Linked DNA regions of Sus scrofa: region 1 is linked to region 2. A link is a contact called in public Hi-C data. All regions are on one chromosome and are shown on one strand. Each heading gives the region's core, a stretch centred on a gene start, on an enhancer-like site or on the middle of the called end of the contact. The rest is flanking DNA. Distances are from core to core; before and after follow the strand shown. Region 1 holds the start of DNAH3 (dynein heavy chain 3, axonemal). Region 2 holds the start of CRYM (ketimine reductase mu-crystallin).

Evidence for each region. A called contact is a pair of places that touch in the nucleus more often than the background predicts.
Region 1: a Hi-C map of subcutaneous adipose tissue shows a contact between it and region 2, with 2.2 times the contacts expected there. The contact joins the promoter of DNAH3 here to the promoter of CRYM in region 2. A contact is called at or near these places in 3 of 47 Hi-C or Micro-C datasets (skeletal muscle and subcutaneous adipose tissue) and 1 of 2 datasets of contacts at active chromatin or transcription factors (skeletal muscle).

The regions. Positions count from the first base shown.
Region 1 is chr3:24,909,238-24,913,035 of Sscrofa11.1, reverse strand. DNAH3 (dynein heavy chain 3, axonemal) reads right to left here and starts at 1,876. Exons shown (of 66, transcript XM_021086503.1): 1 at 1,535-1,876. It overlaps TMEM159 (a long non-coding RNA gene), which reads left to right and starts at 2,209. Exons shown (of 8, transcript XR_002342386.1): 1 at 2,209-2,362.
Region 2 is chr3:24,813,489-24,817,182 of Sscrofa11.1, reverse strand. CRYM (ketimine reductase mu-crystallin) reads right to left here and starts at 2,173. Exons shown (of 8, transcript XM_003124557.5): 1 at 1,718-2,173; 2 at 1,083-1,236. The coding sequence starts at 1,887.

The DNA.
Region 1 (3,798 bases), core at 627-3,126, 96 kb before region 2:
GGTAGAAGGAATTAGAGGATTCACAGAGGTTCCCCCTAGATGGCACCCTTGAACACAATTTTAAGTGGAGGCCCCAATTCAGCTTTGCAAAGCGACACCCATCAGGGAAGGAGGGTTGCAATGTTTTCTTTTAAAGAAAAACAAAATCAACAAAAAAACAACCAACCCTTTCCTGGGGGGGCATCCATCATACTGCAGTTGAAAAAAGGCATGAAACCAGACATGACTGCCTGAAACATGAGAATTTAGGAAGACATTTCTGCCTATGTCCTCCTATCGTCACCACTAGCTCCCTCTTTCCTGGATGTGGTGGAGGAAGAGAGGACCCTAAGCTTATTATTATTATGACCCCTAAACTTATTTCTCTATCCACCAGCCTAATTATTTCTGGAAATACTACTTGGTAGAAGTAATACATCATTGATGGATGGGCAAAGTCAGTGAAGGAAATCAAAAGGTACAGACTTCCAGTTATAAAATAAGTAAGTCAGGGGGATTAATAGACAGCATGGCAATTATAGGTAATAATACTGTATGGCATATTTGAGAGTTTTTAAGAGAGTAAATCTTAAAAGTTCTCACCACAAGGAAAAAAAAAACGCTATACATGATGACAGACATTAACTAGGCTTATTGTGATCATTTTGCAATGTACACAAATATCAAATCATTATGTTGCACACCTGATATTTGTTATATGTCAACTATACCACAATAAAAAAATAAAAAATAAAAATAAATAAACTAGGAAAACTTGATATGATGAGGGAGGAAAAACAAATACATTAAATATTTTTAGTCCCTTCTATGTGCCAGATAGGTGCTAAGTTCTTCACAGCCATTATTGTACTCACCAGCCCTAACTACAAACCTGTGATTGCTTTTCTCTTTCCTAAAGAGTTATTTTCCAGGTTGCTATGGACACGAGTCACAGAGGAGAGATGGATGAAAACAGGTCCCTGGATGGAAAGGGCCTGAGTCCTCAAGTCTATCCCCCTCTCCCTTTCACAGACGAAGCTGAGCTCAGAGAGATAATTCCTCTAAGGTTACACAGTAAAAGTCTGACCTGGGACCACAGCCCGGGACTGCTGGACCCCAGTTCATGGTCTTTACCAGTATGTCCTATGGCAGTTGTTCTCAACCTAGACAACTGTGCCCCCCAGGGGACATCTGCTAATGTTTGGGGACATTTTTGGTCATCTGCTAGGAAGGAAAGTACTACTGGCATCTAGTGGGTTGAGGCCGTGGATGCTGCTAAACATCTTACAATACACAGGACAGCCCCCTCAACACAGAATCTTCTTGACCAAAATATCAGCAGTGATGTCCAGCTGAGAAACCCTGCTGTATGGGTTGGATTTCGGGTCAGGGACCATGTGTTCTGGCTCTGATTTGAAACGGAGGATTTGGGATTAGACTTTTTCATGTATAAAATGGAAACACTAATCTAACCCATTTTTAAGGATGTCGCTGGGTCATGACATTTGCATTTGAAAAGTAGCAGTTAAAACCTTCCAGTCAAAGTCGTACTTACGTCACTGTCACTTGTCTGTCTTGAGCTCCAGAGATGCCTCCAAAAGACTTGGTTCATGGTATTTAGGCAGCGGAAGCCCTATGATCCTGAGAAAGCCCATTCTCACGCGCCAGTCCACCTGCCTGAGGTGGAAGGGCAGCTCTTTCAGAGCCTCAGTTTCCTCACGAGCTCCTCACTCAACGCCCGTCCGAGAAGCTCCGAAAGGCTGAGGGACTCCGCGCACTTTGCTGTGGCCACCCGGCGCTATGCTCTGGCCGCCACGCCGCAGCTTGCAGCGCCTCCGCGTGGTCGTTGGGACCTTGGGCCCGGTGAGCCCAGAAGAGCAGAGCAGAGGAGAGGCGCGAGGCGGGGCCGCGGAGCCGAGGGGCGGGGCGAGGAGGCGCGAGGCGGGGCCGCGGAGAGGAGGGGCGGGGCGAGGAGGCGCGAGGCCGGGCCGCGGAGGGGAGGGAGGGGAGGGAGGAGGGAGGGGAGGGAGGGGAGGGGAGGGGAGGGGCGAGGTGGGGCCGCGGAGCGGATGGGAGGGGCGAGGAGGCGCGAGGCCGGGCCGCGGAGAGGAGGGAGGGAGGGGAAGGGAGGCGCGAGGCGGGGCCGCGGAGCGGAGGGGAGGGGCGAGGAGGCGCGAGGCCGGGCCGCGGAGGGGAGGGAGGGGAGGGGAAGGGAGGTGCGAGGCGGGGCCGCGGAGGGGGTGGGAGGGCGCGAGCTCCAGCTCCTCGCCCCGCCTCTCGCTTCCTCTTCCCGCTCCTCTTTCCTGCGTTTTGCTTCCTCTTCCCGCTCCGGGCACACTCTGCTCCGCCTGCAGAGTATAAGAGGTGCGGCTGACAGGAGCAGGTGAGAGCTGGCTGCTGGGGCGCGGGGAAACTGAGGGCCCTGACTGGCTAGACTTCGCGGGGCGGGACGAACGGCAGAGCGCGGGGGCGGTGGGTTGAGAAGGTAGCTGGCGTCCCAGGACTTAAACCCTTCAGTCTGCGGTTTGGTTATTGTCCCATCCCTCCGAGCCCTCGGGGGACAGACACGCACACACACACGCACGCACACACACGCTTTATCCACACCTGCTACGTTTTGTGAAAGGTTTGTCTTCCCTATCCCAGCCCGGAGACCCTGCCCTTTCTTGGGAAACCTGGTTGGGAAGTCTCCAAACCCCCTCTTTAGAATTAATGAACACAGATGCCCTCCTCCTTATCAGGTTCTTCTCTAACGTGGACCCACCTTTCCCGTCAGTGCTGGTAGGAACTCCAAGTTCCAAAGGTGGATTATTCTCCCCAAATTAATGACTAGGTACTCGACTCCCTCCTGAGCTCCCATTTCCCTGCCTCGGTGCCCTTTCGGGTGCAGACCCCCTTCTCTACCTTCATCATCCCCCTTCCCCCCTCCCTTTGGATCCTAAGAAACTGGGCGCCTGCCCCCTTTCGCGTCTTCGAAGGCGGGGAGATTGGAACCACGTGAGGAGCGGGAGGCCTGGATCCCCTCGAGGCTGCCCCCAGGTTTCCTTCCTCCAGCCCTGGATGCGGAGCCCCCCCTCCCCCCAGCCGGAACGTTTAGGTTTTCCGTTTGCCCCGGGAGGGGCAGGGATGGAAGAGTTGGGGGCTTTTGTCGTGGAGGGGCGGCGGGCTGTAGAAGCGAGGGTGGGTTAGCTGGTGTTCTGGCTCAGCCCGGAAGGCGCGGAGAAGGCGGGGAACTTGTGTCCTACGCAGTGTAAGGGGTTAAATCTTCCCTCCGGAGACTTCTCAGTGCCTGCGGAGGCCCATCCGAGGAGTAAGTGACTAGGGGATCTGGGAATTGCTGTGTCTGTGGGATTCTACCCACTCTTGCCCCATTAGACTCCCCAAACCGGTCCGAGTGGACCTTGGGTTCCCAAGGCCCTGGGAGACCATTAAAGGGAGCTGGGCTTGTTTCTGCCTGTTGCAGATTTGAGATTAGAGGAACTGAGTACTGGGGGCATCGCAAATTCAAGTCGGTGCCAACTACAGCTTCTGAGACAATATGGGAAGAGAGGGGTTAGTTCTCCTCTGTTCAGGGGATTCCTTTTTCACAAAAGGGATTATAGCAGAGAATCTCTACCCAGGGTGATTAAAATGTACTTTAATTTGCTTCTAGACCCTGTAGATATTAGGTGCTACCTCTTCCCATCTCACATGATTAGCATGTGGGATGTTCAGTGTGGTAAATAAATGTATCTCTTAATTTTGTTCACTGTGGCAGAATCTTTTAGGCATTTGTGGTATGGGTCAGGAGATCAGTTTTAAGGAAGAAATGGAAAAGAT
Region 2 (3,694 bases), core at 924-3,423:
CCTGGACTTACACGGAGTAGGTCTGAAGTCCACCCATGCCACTTATTAGCTATGTAAGTGAGTACTGACTTTGGGAAAACTGCTCTATGACTTAATTTCCTCATCCACAAAATGGAGGTAATAAAATTACTTACTTCACAGAGTGGCTCTAAGTATTAAGAGAGTTTACATACACATATAAAGTATTTAAAACAGTGGCTGACACACACAGAGTGCTTGGTAAATATGGATGACTACTATTTTTTGATATTATCATTAAATGTTAAAACATGTACCCCTTAGAAAAAACTCCCAGGTAGTAGAAAGCAGCCCTGCTCTGTCACTCATGTAACTCCATGTAACACAGATTCACTAAATGCATGTTTCCTTGGCTACGGGTTCGTGCAAGCTGGATATCTGGAATAACTGGTATAGGATGAGAACATAATGAAGAGATTATTACTGCTACATTGTCGCACACTTGAAGCAGCAGTGGGCTCTGGCACTGGGTTGTGCGTGCTCAGGCAGTCCTAGAAACAGATACATGGTCACAGAGAAACCTCACTGTCACTGGGGTCCTGTCACTCAGAGAGGGGCAGGTGCCGTCACATTCAAGACACTGCCTGGGAGTTCCCATCCTGGCTCAGTGGATAATGAATCTGACTAGGAACCATGAGGTTGCCGGTTTTGTTTTGTCTTTTTGTCTTTTTAGGGCTGCACCTGCAGCATATGGAAGTTCCCAGCATGGTTCCTAGTCGGATTCATTTCCACTGCATGCCACGACGGGAACTCTGAGGTTGCAGGGTTTGAACCCTGGCCTCGAACAGCAGGTTAAGGATCTGGTGTTGCCGTGAGCTGTGGTGTAGGTCGCAGAGGCGGCTCAGATTCCGCGTTGCTGTGGCTGTGGTGTAGGCTGTCGGCTATAGCTCTGATTAGACTCCTAGCCTGGGAACCTCCATATGCCGCGGGTGCGACCCTAGAAAATACAAAACAAACAAACAAACAAACAAAAAACAACACCCCTGGCCCACGGAGAACTAACTTCTGAGCTGAGCTCCGTGCCCAGGGGCCCCCCTTCTACCCCAGGGCAGGGAGTCACTCACCGCCAGAAGAGAGCCATTGCTCGGCTCAAAGAGAAGCACAGTGGCCTGATGGGAGGGGACAGTGGAGGTGGAGCGGTGGCCCTCATAGAAGGTGACCAACTTGGTGGTCAGCGCATCCTCTGCTGCACTGTAGGCGGGCATGACCCCCAGGAAACTACAAGAAGAGAAGGAGCAGCTTCAACCCCTTCCCATCAATGCTGGGGTGTCTTATCAAGTCCCCATATCCCTGCCTTCCCCTTTCCTCAGTCACTGCCTTACTGGCCTTCTCCCTTCCCTCCCCATCCCTCTGCCTCCGCTCAGGCAGTATGCAGAGTCCGCATCTGCAGGAGAAAAACCACTCCAGTTTTGCCACTTACTAGCTGTGTAACCTTGGGTAAATCACGTCGCCTCTCTGAGTCTCGGTTTTCCCATTAGGAAATGGTTGCATCAATACCTACCTACATATGGAATATGTTGAATGAAACAAGGTAACGCCTACAAAGCCCCCATTTGGCGCAGTGGGGAGCATACATTAAGTGACAGCTGTTATGAGCCGTGATTAGGTAAACTCTCCCTTCCTTTCTCCCGCGGCTTCCTTTCTCATCCCTCCTTTCCAGTTTCTCCCGTCCCAGGTCCCAGCTTTCCTACTCACTCACCCGCTGTGCTTGGCCACCGGCACGACGGTGCGCACCGGCTGCACGACCCCTCCGTCGGGGCCGCTAGAGAAGTTGGCCAGGGCCGCCTCCAGAGGCGGGATGAGGAGGCTGGAGCTGCGGAGGTGGTCCTGCACGTCCGCGGCGCTCAGGAACGCTGGCACCGAGCTCATGTCGACGCCTGCCTTCTAAACTCAGCGCGCTCCCAGCGATCCGCGGCTCCAGGCCTGCTCCTTATATGAGAGCGCCGCGCGCGCGCGCGCGCGCGCTGCCGCCTACTGGTCACCGCCCAGCTCCGGGGGCGGAGCCAAGCCGTTTTTCCCCGCCCCCATCCCTGGGTCGAGGGGTGCCAGCTGGGTCCCTTCCAGCCACTGGTTCCCCGAGATTGGAGTTGAGGCAGCGGCGGGTTGAGAGCTAGTATCCTTGGGACCACTTTCTCAATTCCTGTTAAGTAGCCGTAGTCAATTTCCTTGCAAAACACATTAGTTTGGCAGCCCCCTTCCTCCCTGCTTCCCCACCAACTCCACTATTTGCTGCGTCGCGCCTGGGAAAGAGGAGACATCGGAGATGGGGGCAAACAAGAACGGGCTCCCTTATTTCTCAAAGTATTGCCTACTTCTTAGGAGATCTTAGACGAAAGGAGATAAAAGGGTATTTTTCAATTCTGTCCCCATCTGGAGTCTCTTAGGCCAACCTCCCTCCCATTCCTACCCCATCCCACCCCCATATCCCTGGCTGTTATTGCTTAGAGTGTGAGTGCACACTTTTCTCCTGGGCGAGCTAACTCAACCAACCTTCCGCTTTAGAAAAGGGAGACGCTCCTAGGAAAGATATAACCGCCTCAGTCACAAATAGCCAAATGCATAAGACATCTTGTTCGCAGACAAGTTGGGTTCTGCCCTTGAGGTGAGACTCCAGAACTTTACTCCATTAGGCTACACTGGCAGCAGAGGGTGAAAGAGGGGATTTCAGGCCAGGTGAAACCCAGGGGTGGAAGGAGTGTTGTCTAGTCCTTGAGAACAGTGTCTTGCCAGGCGGGGTTGGACTGGAACAGGGGCTGATGTCTAAGGGTACCAAGGCATAAAACTGGGATGCTTCTTGAAGTCGCACTGCTAAGAAGGGTGATTCTGGAAGGGAATCACATGGTTAAAGAGATTAAACACTTAGAAAGAGGGGTCTCATGCCAATGCAGAAAATGAAATAAATGAGCATGAGTGTAGCCTGGGAAACAGGTCAGGAGACCCTAGTCTCAAGTTGTGTTCTCCTGATACTTGCTTTGGGAGCTACATAGCCCATTTCTTAGGAAAAGGTCACATCATAAGAAAAGACAGTGTATGGCTAAGTGTCAAAATATGAACTAACGAAATAATAAATCATATGTAATATACTTAGCACAATAGTTGGCACAGAGTAGCCACATAATAAATGAAAACCTCTTGTATCATCAAAAAAGAGAGACACTGCCGTGAAATAAGTTAACAAAAGCTTATTTTAATTACACGATCTTGTTTCTTCAGTTCACCATCCTTAGAAATGCATGCCGAGGGGTACGGGCATTACAGAAATGTTTATGCCTCATTATTTGTGTTGTTATAATTATTATGCTGTAACACTTATTAGGTCTAAAAAAACAACAGAGATATAAAGAAAACAGCAGTTTGGATCATTATTCTTGAGGGGAAAAAAACAAGCAAAAACAAATACTCATCAACTAAAAGAGATATGAAATAGGAAAGCCAGATGGCTTTTTTGGCTTCCATCGTGAATTTAAAAATTGAGTCCTGGTCACGCAGAAAGCTTTTGTTATTTGTTTCTAGCAAATCCTGTAGGAAAAGGACTAGTCTGTAAATCACCTCAAATCAACTTCTTTGTAAAGCTTTGTGTAACATCACCCAGGTACTCAGTAAAGTGGTGCTGGGAAAACTGATCTTGATTGAATTAGTTCTTAATTGTTGGGCCCAGAGACCCTGGGAACTAACT